Linked DNA regions of Rattus norvegicus: region 1 is linked to region 2. The links are chromatin contacts, called in public Hi-C maps. All regions are on one chromosome and are shown on one strand. The core of a region is the stretch at or near the end of the contact, and the rest is flanking DNA. Distances in the headings are between cores, read along the strand shown. Region 1 has its middle 410 kb from the start of Adamts5. Region 2 has its middle 160 kb from the start of Adamts5.

Region 1 (4,948 bases), core at 1,001-3,500, 250 kb before region 2:
GCCAGCAGAAAAGACACCAAGGTGCTAATTCACTTAATGGTTGCCGGTGTTTTCTGAGTACCTATTCTTTCTGTAACTTTCTTCTTTATGCATTTTTGTTACTTTTAGTTATGTGTATGAGTGTACCCGTGTATCAGTAAGTGCGTGTGAACACAAGTGCTTGCAGAGACCAAGAGATATCAGGTCCCCTGGAGTCAAAATTAGAGGAAACTGTTGCCCATATCTTCTGGATGTTGGACATCCAAAATCAAGTCTTCAGCAAGAATAGTTTGCAGCTTAACTTCTGAGCAGTCTCTTGAGCCTTGTCTGGCTACAACATTAGACTCCTTCCTTCCCGCTACATATTCAAATCTGCTTTCTTCCACTTCCTGCTCTTTCACAGACGGGCTGGAGATGCGAACTGACCAGCAACTATGACATAGCTTAAATTCTGTGGTCTTGAGATTTCGTCTGTCTCAACTTCATGCCCGTGACCTCACTCTGACTCAGGTTCTAAGGACTCAGAGAGAATACAATATGTGCAGCGTTTTGCTAAAATGTAATAAGAACGACCTCATCACCTAGCATCAAGTGGAACTGTCCTTGTGTCCCTTTAAAAACTAGAAGTATAGGACACCAGAACACAGCCATCAGTACCAACTAACCGGAACTCATCGGAGTTTGCAAAGACTAAAGCAGTCACAATGGATCCTGCATGGTTCTGCACCAAGTCCTCTGCATACATGTCGTAGTTCTTTAGCTTGAGGTTTTGTTGGACAATGGCAGTGGGGGGTGTCTCTAACTTCTTTGCCAGCTCATGGGACTTCATCTAGTTTTGACTGAGGGCATGTGCCTAGTTTTGTTGAATCTTAGTGTACCAAGTTTGATATCACAAGAAGGCTTGCTTTTTTCTGAAGGGAAATAGAGGAACAGTGGATCTGTGGGAGAGGAGAGGTGATATGGGATCTGAGGGGAAACATGGGATGGAGGGGAGACTGAAATGCCTATATATTGGATTAGACAGACTGAATGAATGAATGAATGAATGAATGAATGAATAGAAAATGTAGGGATCAGGCCATCATTTTCTACTTTTCTCCTGGCCTTGTTCTCTCCTGTACTCCCACCATAATCTTCCTCTAGCAATGTGTATAGCATTCTAGGGACTTTCAAACTTGTGGCTTCAAATTCCTCCTCACTCTTCCCACAAACCAGTTCTAAACATGTAAAGCCCATGCTTTAGGCTAAATTCATTAACACCCAACTTTATTGTTCCTAATTATCTGTATTAGTTACTTTCCTTATTAAAGAAATAAGGAGATAGTCCATCATAGTGGGAACACTATATGATTAGGTGATGAGTCAAGTCATTACATTGCATTAGATTAACCGTGCATCAATCAACGATTGTATCAAAACTAGATATTTAGCAGAATTTTACTCCAATAAGCAGAAATATACAGAGGTAACTTACTTTGTGAGTCTCTTAAAGTATAGAAGGGAGACAGGTATTCAGAAAATGTCCTATGGCTTGGTAGAACTACTACTATATTTAAAAATTCTAGGAAGCAAACAGAGAAGGCCCATTCAGCACAAAACCACATGTAAAGCAGACATGAAAAAATTAGTACGCAGCATTGGCAGATGGAATGCAACAGATAGTTAACACACAGCTACACTCTCTGCTTTGTGCCGAGGAAATAGTTCTAATGTATACATTACAAGACCTTCTGAAGGTCATGTGGGGTTGAGAAACTTAGAATGGTGAGAGAGATTCTGGTAGGATTAAACATCAAACTAAAAATCCAAAAACTGAAAAGTGCTGTGTCAGCAGAGAAAACATGCTGTTAAGAGCTAAATGATTACCCCTTATATTATGTAAATTGAAGCTTTAATACTCATTGCAGAGGTTAATAGTATAGGATTAGTGTCATTATAATAAAAGACACTAGAGGGCTCTGCTTGCATCTGCATGAGAAGACATGCTGAGAAAACAACAACCAGAAACCCAGGAGTTGAGTGGACTTCTGGATTGCACATATGTGGGCCAATACATTCAGATCATCTAAGACCCCAGTCCTTTGTATTTTATTGTGAACATCTGAGCTTGTGAGGACAGAGTAAATGATATCTGATTTTTAAAAAAGAGCATGTATATAATTCATCAGCTAAATGAGCCATCTCAAGGGAAGAAATGTGATTATATCTAGAGAAGCACCACCATTTGGAAATAACAGAATGGAGGAAGTCCTATGGAATGATGGAATGAACTAGGCTGTAGCACTTAAGTGAGGCTGCAGAATCTTATGTCTTCAGTAAAGCTATGGTATGTGTGGTCTTTATGTAATGGGAGGAACTGAGCCTCCAGCAGTAAGAGATTATATTCTTTGCACTCCTACCTCAGAAACAGGGTGGAGATGGCTGGGAGCAAGAGACACCAAGCCAAAGAAAACTATTCTTTTGCCTCGAGACTCTAGCGCTTACAGTTGATATTGGAACAAGCAAAGAATAACTGCATTTCGTATGCGATAAGGTCATGAAATTGAGTTTATGAGCAGTGCAGTGCTATGGACAGAATCCAATGTCTGACAAAATTTGAAGTTGATAGTCCTTAACCCAAAGCTGTTGTATTTGAAGGAGGTAGGAATTAGGGTTCAAAAAAATCATGTGCTTAGAGCTTTGATCTGATAAGTCTACAGACAGAACACAGTCATCTGTAACTCAGGAAAATGACTCACGCCAAGAAGACTCACATCCTCTATTTTGAAATTACTGTAAGCAAATATATTTAAGAAACCCTATTTATAGTATTTCTTATGGAAGCCCCAGTGGTCTAATAAACAGGACTAAATAGTCTTATTTTAAAATGATTTGAACTAACCGTCTCTTACTAAATTTCTCTAACCTCAATTGTATAAAAATATATATTTTTTTATTTTTGGAAATGTCAGTTCATTCCTTCTGAGATAGCTGCACAAACAATTCTTTTGAGTGAAGCATTGCAATATGATATAGGTGTGTTTTGCAAATCAGCCATGATTCTTCACAGAAATTCAAGAAACAACTAATCCTTAGTAATGAAGTTGTTCACATCATTTTTCTTATAAAATGTTTCTTGATTTTACACTCCCACCAGGACAGATGATGACATTAGAGCCTGGGGAATGAAGTGACTCCATATTGAAACTATATAGCGTAAAACTTACATTGGAAGTCACTGGTAAATATGTCGTAAAGTATGTTGAAAGTGAAGAGTACGTTTCTTTTCTTAAATATGTTACACAATTAAGAAAATAATACCTTCCTGAAATCCCAAAGTTGTTCAGATTTTCTAGGGAGCCAATGATTTTCCAAAAGCATGGTATACATTTCTTTATAGTTATTATTAGAAAAATAAATCATACTGCTCAAAAAACTGAATTACTTCACAATTCATAACCCAAGATTGCTAGTTACACACATAAACTAGTGAGTGTGAAAGGCAATTCAGAGAGATAACTATTTGGATTGCAACTGTCAACTATCTTGGATTATATTTGATGTGTGTGTGTGTATGTGAGGGTGTGTGTGTGTGTGTGTGTGTGTGAGAGAGAGAGAGAGAGAGAGAGAGAGAGAGAGAATGTGTGTGCGTGCATGTGTGTACACGTTCACCCACACATGCATGCCTGCTCACACACACATGTATTTACAAGTTTACTCTTTTGCAGAATTTACTTTGTGGATTTCCCCTCTTCTGTACTTCTTTTTTAAAGTATGTGAAGAAAATAAAAGCATAAATAATATTCAAGTGTCTTATCTTGTAACAAAATCCTTTTTTCTTGATGTTTTGTGCCTCATTTCTACAAAAGGACAGCTCCTAACACTGTTTAAATAAAACAAAATTTTATCTCTAGCATAATAACGGTTGTACAAAGGGGGAATATTTTAACATTAGTAGTTATATAAATTACAATTTCTAAAATTAAGTTTAAAAATGAAAGCACTGAAAATTTTAATTGCTTTTGATTGTCACTTCTTTTTCAAGGGTCATTCTCTAAAATAGCATATAAAATTAAGATTTTTCATACTAATACAGTAAGCCATGTTCTACATTTAATAAATATTTTGCTGGTAGCTGGGTGGTGCCGAGCACACAAAGTAGTCCTGTTGAGTTCTGTGGAGTTGAGTCAGGTCTTCTGGAAATGTTGCATACTTATCACTTCTTTTGTCTTCGTGAGACAGATACTGATCAGGAACATTCAACCCACCAGTGCTGCCTCACCTGTCAAAGACGTGCCAACCTGAACAAGAAATCATTTCCATTCAATTAGCTCATGTTTGAAACTAAAGACATTAACGTATCATGGTTTCATACTCAATTCTAAAACCAAGAATTTGGTGGAGGAGTCATGTTTGTTTTAGATTTCTAGCAATACTTGTTTTATTGGGGGTGGGTGGGTGGAGTTGGGTCCTTTGGCCTCTTCATGTAGTTTCTGTGCCAGGATTAGCTGGTCATTGTTCATGGCGATTTGACTCTCTCCAGGGAATATGTAGCCATTTGAGGCTCAGGATTGGAAATCACAAGGCATCATTTCTGACGATCCACTGGCTAAGACAAACAATGTCTGCCCAGGTTCTAAGCACGTGGCATTTCAAACCTCTTTAAGGGTCACACTCAACGATTCTCTAGTTATCTTTATCAGCTTCTATTTCTATAGGCCACCTGGCTCATAGGTTTGAAACTCTTTTTCCCCCTTGGATAATTTTTTGTATTTACATTTCAAATGTTATCACCTTTCCCCTCCTCCCCTGTCCCCTTTCCCTGTCCCTCTTTCTGTGAAGCTCCTTCAATCCTTTCTCTAACTCTTCCATTGGAGTCCCCTTTTTCAGTCCGATGGTTAGCTGCAAGCATCCTCACCTGTATCAGTAAGGCTCTGGCAAAGCCTCTAAAGAGGCATCCATATCAGGCTCCTGTCAGCAAGCACTTCTT
Region 2 (4,886 bases), core at 881-3,380:
CCATTAGTTTGCTAAGTACATTAACACTTCAAAGTAATGAACGCCCCGACTCTCTGCTACAGAGGAGTGATCCTCAATCTGTCTCAAAATTGAAATGATTCATTTCTCTCCTGCTGCTTTGCTCAAAGGCAAGTACCCTTGGGAAACAATATCACAGTCTTTGAGATTTAGATTTTAAAAATGATAGATAGAAATAGAAAGACAGAGAAAGAGAAAGTAGGGCGAGAATTCAAAAGTGGTAGAAAACATGCACACTTGATGATTTACTCTATGGAAAGAATGCCATCTTTCTCTATGGGATTTAAATACAGATGCCTGACAAATACAGATGCGGATGCTTGCAGCCAACCATTGGACTGAGCGCAGGGACCCCAAAAGGAGGAGTTAGGGAAAGGACTGAAGGGGACTGACTCCAGCTGCATATGTAGCAGAGGATACCCTTATCTGACATCAATGGGAGGAGAGGCCCTTGGTCCTGGGAAGACTTGATGCTCCAGTGTAGGGGAATACCAGGTCAGTGAGGTGGGAGTGGGTGGGTGGGTGGGTGGGTGGGTGGGAGGGGGAGCATCCTCACAGAAGCAGGGGGAGGGGGAATGACATAGAGGGTTTGCGGAGGGAAAACTGGGAAAGGGATTAACATTTGAGGTGTAAATAAATAAAATATCTAATAAAAATATTACCATTCTTCCTGCAGTCTAAAATAGGTGTCTTCACTTTTTTATATTTAAAAATATTACTCAAAAAATCAATAAGGTATACATGACACTGCTCGATAGTATACAAATTGCAATACATAATATAGAATATATAGTATAAATATGCACACTATAGAGTAATAAGGTTACAGCTACATGTAAGTATATAGCTATCTATTACATAGTTAATCATTTATTTTCTACATCAGTGAAAATATAACAGAAAACATCCATTTTTTATATTCCTAATAATGAGTTCAAGATGTGTTAACCACACATTACAGAACTGTTACAACTTCACGATTGTCAGTGGGACAGCAGGCATTCAAAGTATGTTTTCTTTCAAGAACCCTCCAAATGCTGAGATCCTCTCCACCCTTCATGAACCTCACCAAAGAATGAGTCAGTTTGGGTGGGGAGTGGACACAGCACTCTCTGTGAGCCCACCAATGTGTTCTTGGCAATCACTTAAATCTACTGGCACAGGAGATCATCACTTTACATTTCTTGCCACATCAGAATGGGTCTCGCTGAAAATATTGTGCAGATGCAATCAAATCTTGGAAATGTATAAAATACAGCATTGATGTTATTGTTTTAAAGAGATTTCCATGGATAGTGGAAATTTATCAGTAATGAGCATCTTCTTGGAAACCAGAAGTATCCTTTACCCAAACATTCACATTCTAAGATAATTAATCATTTTTTAAGTCCTGTCAAACCAACTTATTACACATAAGGAGAAGAGTCACTTTTCTGGATCTGCTGGATAAAAAGAGAATTACAACATGGCCCTTCACTGACTTTTCTCACTCTTTGGTTTAATTTGAAATAATGTCAGTGACTAGCCCTGCTTCCTCCCATGTCAGTGACTAGGCCTGCCTTCTCCCATGACAATAAATGATGAAACTAAGACAGGAACAGATTTTTTATACTCCCTTAATTCACATGTGGAAAGTTGATGAAACCAATTGTATCTATGTTGATAAATTGGCTAACAATGATATTTCAGGTTGTTGTCTTGAAAGAGCTTTCACGGGTTTCTGTAAAACTTGTTAAATATTTAAATTGCATCCATTAATGGCTTCTGGAGCCTTGAATGAAATCAAAGAAAATTAACAATTATTTGTATGACTATTTTAGGTATCAGATAATAATTTTTGTTTCTAATATAGATCAACATGTACAAAGATTAAGAGTCATGTGGTAACATATGAGATTTTCATATCAATACTGATATGTTATGGAGATCAGAGCTAGAGAAGTAGCTGTTTTGGTGGGGTCAGCAAAACATAAATCCCAGGTAAGATGGCACATATATCATAGTCCATATTTTCATCTTTCTCCGCTCTGTTGCTTCTGGCTTTTCTCAAAGGGAAGTAGCTCTCCTTTAAGAGACTGAATGGAGGAAAACAGGTTTCGGGGAGACACTATGCACCGTGTCAGCATTGTTACAGCCCAGCTGCTCAACAAGTTGTAAATTAGACATCCATCCTCACTCTCATCATAATGAAGTAAATACATGATTACAATAATTTAAACATTTTAAAACATCTGCATTTTAAATATGTGTGTGTGTGTGTATGATGCATGCGACATATGCTTTATCCACTGAACCATCTTGCCAGTCTCCAGACAGCTGTGATTTTATCATGAAACTCTATTTCCCCATCAACCAGACACCGTAACCAAGTTGAAAGCAAGAGTAAGTTATTTCCCTTCTATAAGGGGAGTTAGTTATCAGAAGTGAACTTATTTCACATGTTTAAGAGTGAAACATCAAATTTTACAGTCAGGAACTTCTAAGGACTTTAAAATGCAAATGTCTCTAAGTATAAGACCAAGAAACTTAAGAAGTTGTAGTGAAGCCACTGACTTTCCTGAGCATGGAGGGGCAGCAGTGGCATTGAAATGCTGGCCTCTTGGGCCACATATCCCCCGGCTACTCCTCTAGCTTATTCATTATGTAAAAGAGAAGCATTTCTGTGGTTTTCCAGTAATGTCTTAGTTGAATTGATCCACGATGGGCCATATTTCTTTATCCATTATCCATTCACTCTGTATAGGATTCCAATGGGCTGGCCTGCAGAGCGCAAGCGACTCAGACCAATGGGACTTATAAAAGTGGCTGCTCTTAATGGCCACTTCCAAGAGAGCTTCAGACCATTAAAATCCACCTATTGTGTTTTACTGGGCACATGGCCAGGCAATTCAAATGTGAGTGTAGCGTCAGAAGCCAGGGACAAAGTAATGCATTAAACCATTTACCTTCTTTCTCGTTTTGATCCAATCTAAAGTTTATAGACAAATTGTAAAGAAACCACTAATTAGAAAATAAATTTCAGGGCCAACCTTTTGTGCATGATAATTTACTAGTCTGGGGTGTACTCAGGAAAAGCCATTTTTATAGTTTTACAACTAGGTGTGTGTGTGTGTGTGTATGTGTGTGTGTGTCTGTGTGTCTGTGTGTGTCTGTGTCTGTGTGTCTGTGTGTGCATAGAATGTGACTGAACAGTGTTATATCAGCAAATAGCAGATCAAATATAGTGTAAGTCTTTCTATGGCCCTGGCAGACAGAGAATAAGGAATCGATACATGTGGCTGCTGTGTTTTGTGTTTACATGGACAGTCGATTTGGGGAAAATCTCTTAAGCTTATTGTGATTATTGAGAGCTTTGTCAATCCACTCTCATGTAACCTTCACCACACTTCTTGTGCAGAATGCTATCTTGCAACTGTATGAAAGCTGAGATCCACCCACAGAAAGCTGAACAGGGACGATATCGCCTTTCATTCGGGTGGTCTTACAACCCTTGCTATTACACATGATCATGGTCCAGGCATTGTCAGCCCAGTGATGAATGAACTAAAGTACTAACTCGAAAGTTTCTTTTTTTTTTAAATTTCAACAATAAGTACCTTAAATCCAATGGTAAAGGTAACTAAACTTATTTTACAGAACAGAATAGTAAACCCAGTTAGGGTCTGTGGATGATATATGTGGTATTATGCATTTTTCTTTCTTAAAAGATTCATTTATTTTATGTATATGAGTACTCTGTCACTGTCTTTATAGACACCAGAAGAGGGCATCAGATCCCATCACAGATGGTTGTGAGCCACCATGGGGTTGCTGGGAATTGAACTCAGGACCTCTGGAAGAGCAGTCAGTGCTCGTAACCACTGAGTCATCTCTCCAGCCTGCATTTTTCTTTTACAAAATTTTTAAAAGCTTTGAGCCATATTGGTTCCTCACATTTTCTCTACTCCCTACCCCTACCCCCATGATTTATCCTTGTCACCAATCCTAAACGCAGTGTAACCAGGTGGCTTTAGAATAAAACCACTGAAACCATAAACCAAAATTATTCTTTCCCCATGAAGTTTGTTTTCCTCAGGCGTTTTGTCACAGTAATAGGAAAAAAGTAGCAGAGATTAGAATAAATAAGGAATTGTTCTTTCTATTCTTACCATTAAAAAAATCAATATGAGTAGATTGAAAACAGGGATCATCAAAGAATATATAGTTACAAAGTAAGAAAATGTGTATATAGTTGCCATTTTCCTGAGAGTTAACAAATTAAAAAACCATGAGTTGTTTTCCTAAATGTTCATATACAGCTGCTATTTTATCTTTCTTTCCTTCTATTTGTCTATCTTTCTTTCTTTCTTTCTTTCTTTCTTTCTTTCTTTCTCTCTTTCTTTCTTTCTTTGCTTGCTTTCTTGATTGTTTTAAAAATTTATTCTTTTTATTAGGTTTAACCTAGGTCTTACATAGGCAAAGATGTCCTCAACCTCACTGTGTAGCAAAAGCTGACCGTCCTGTCCTGCATCCCCCTGCCTCCACCTCCCATCTGGTAGTAATGACAGGCACTGTTAATCCTGTTTCGTGAGCTCTATCATCTGAGGTGCATCCTATGTCTGCCTTCAGAGAGTTTTGTTTATTCTTTCTGGGCCCGTTTGCTTTAAATCTATGACATCATAGATGAAGAACATGGTGGGCAGAAGAGTGGTAATGTATACTTTTTAATTTTCTAAATAATTATTGGATTTTATAATTCATTTTTTCATTGATTTAAATTCCTATTTTAAAGTATCTCATAGTCCCAAACTGGGTAAGTTTTAGACCACCCAAACCACATATCTACTCTAATATGAAACATTTTTTTAAATATTCCTAAATTAATTTAT

Evidence for each region. Hi-C and Micro-C count contacts between places; a contact is called where the count stands out from the background.
Region 1: a contact with region 2 is called in a Hi-C map of Schwann cells, with 5 times the contacts expected there. The contact joins two enhancer-like sites. A contact is called at or near these places in 2 of 12 Hi-C or Micro-C datasets (the Rat2 cell line and Schwann cells).

Annotation. Positions count from the first base shown.
Region 1 is chr11:38,944,418-38,949,365 of GRCr8, reverse strand. No RefSeq gene overlaps it. Among named protein-coding and RNA genes, the nearest start is that of Adamts5, 410 kb to the right of the region's middle. Within about 2 kb of position 2,250, at least 2 of the 93 cell types and tissues checked have an H3K27ac peak or open chromatin away from gene starts, as enhancers often do.
Region 2 is chr11:38,693,560-38,698,445 of GRCr8, reverse strand. No RefSeq gene overlaps it. Among named protein-coding and RNA genes, the nearest start is that of Adamts5, 160 kb to the right of the region's middle. Within about 2 kb of position 2,130, at least 2 of the 93 cell types and tissues checked have an H3K27ac peak or open chromatin away from gene starts, as enhancers often do.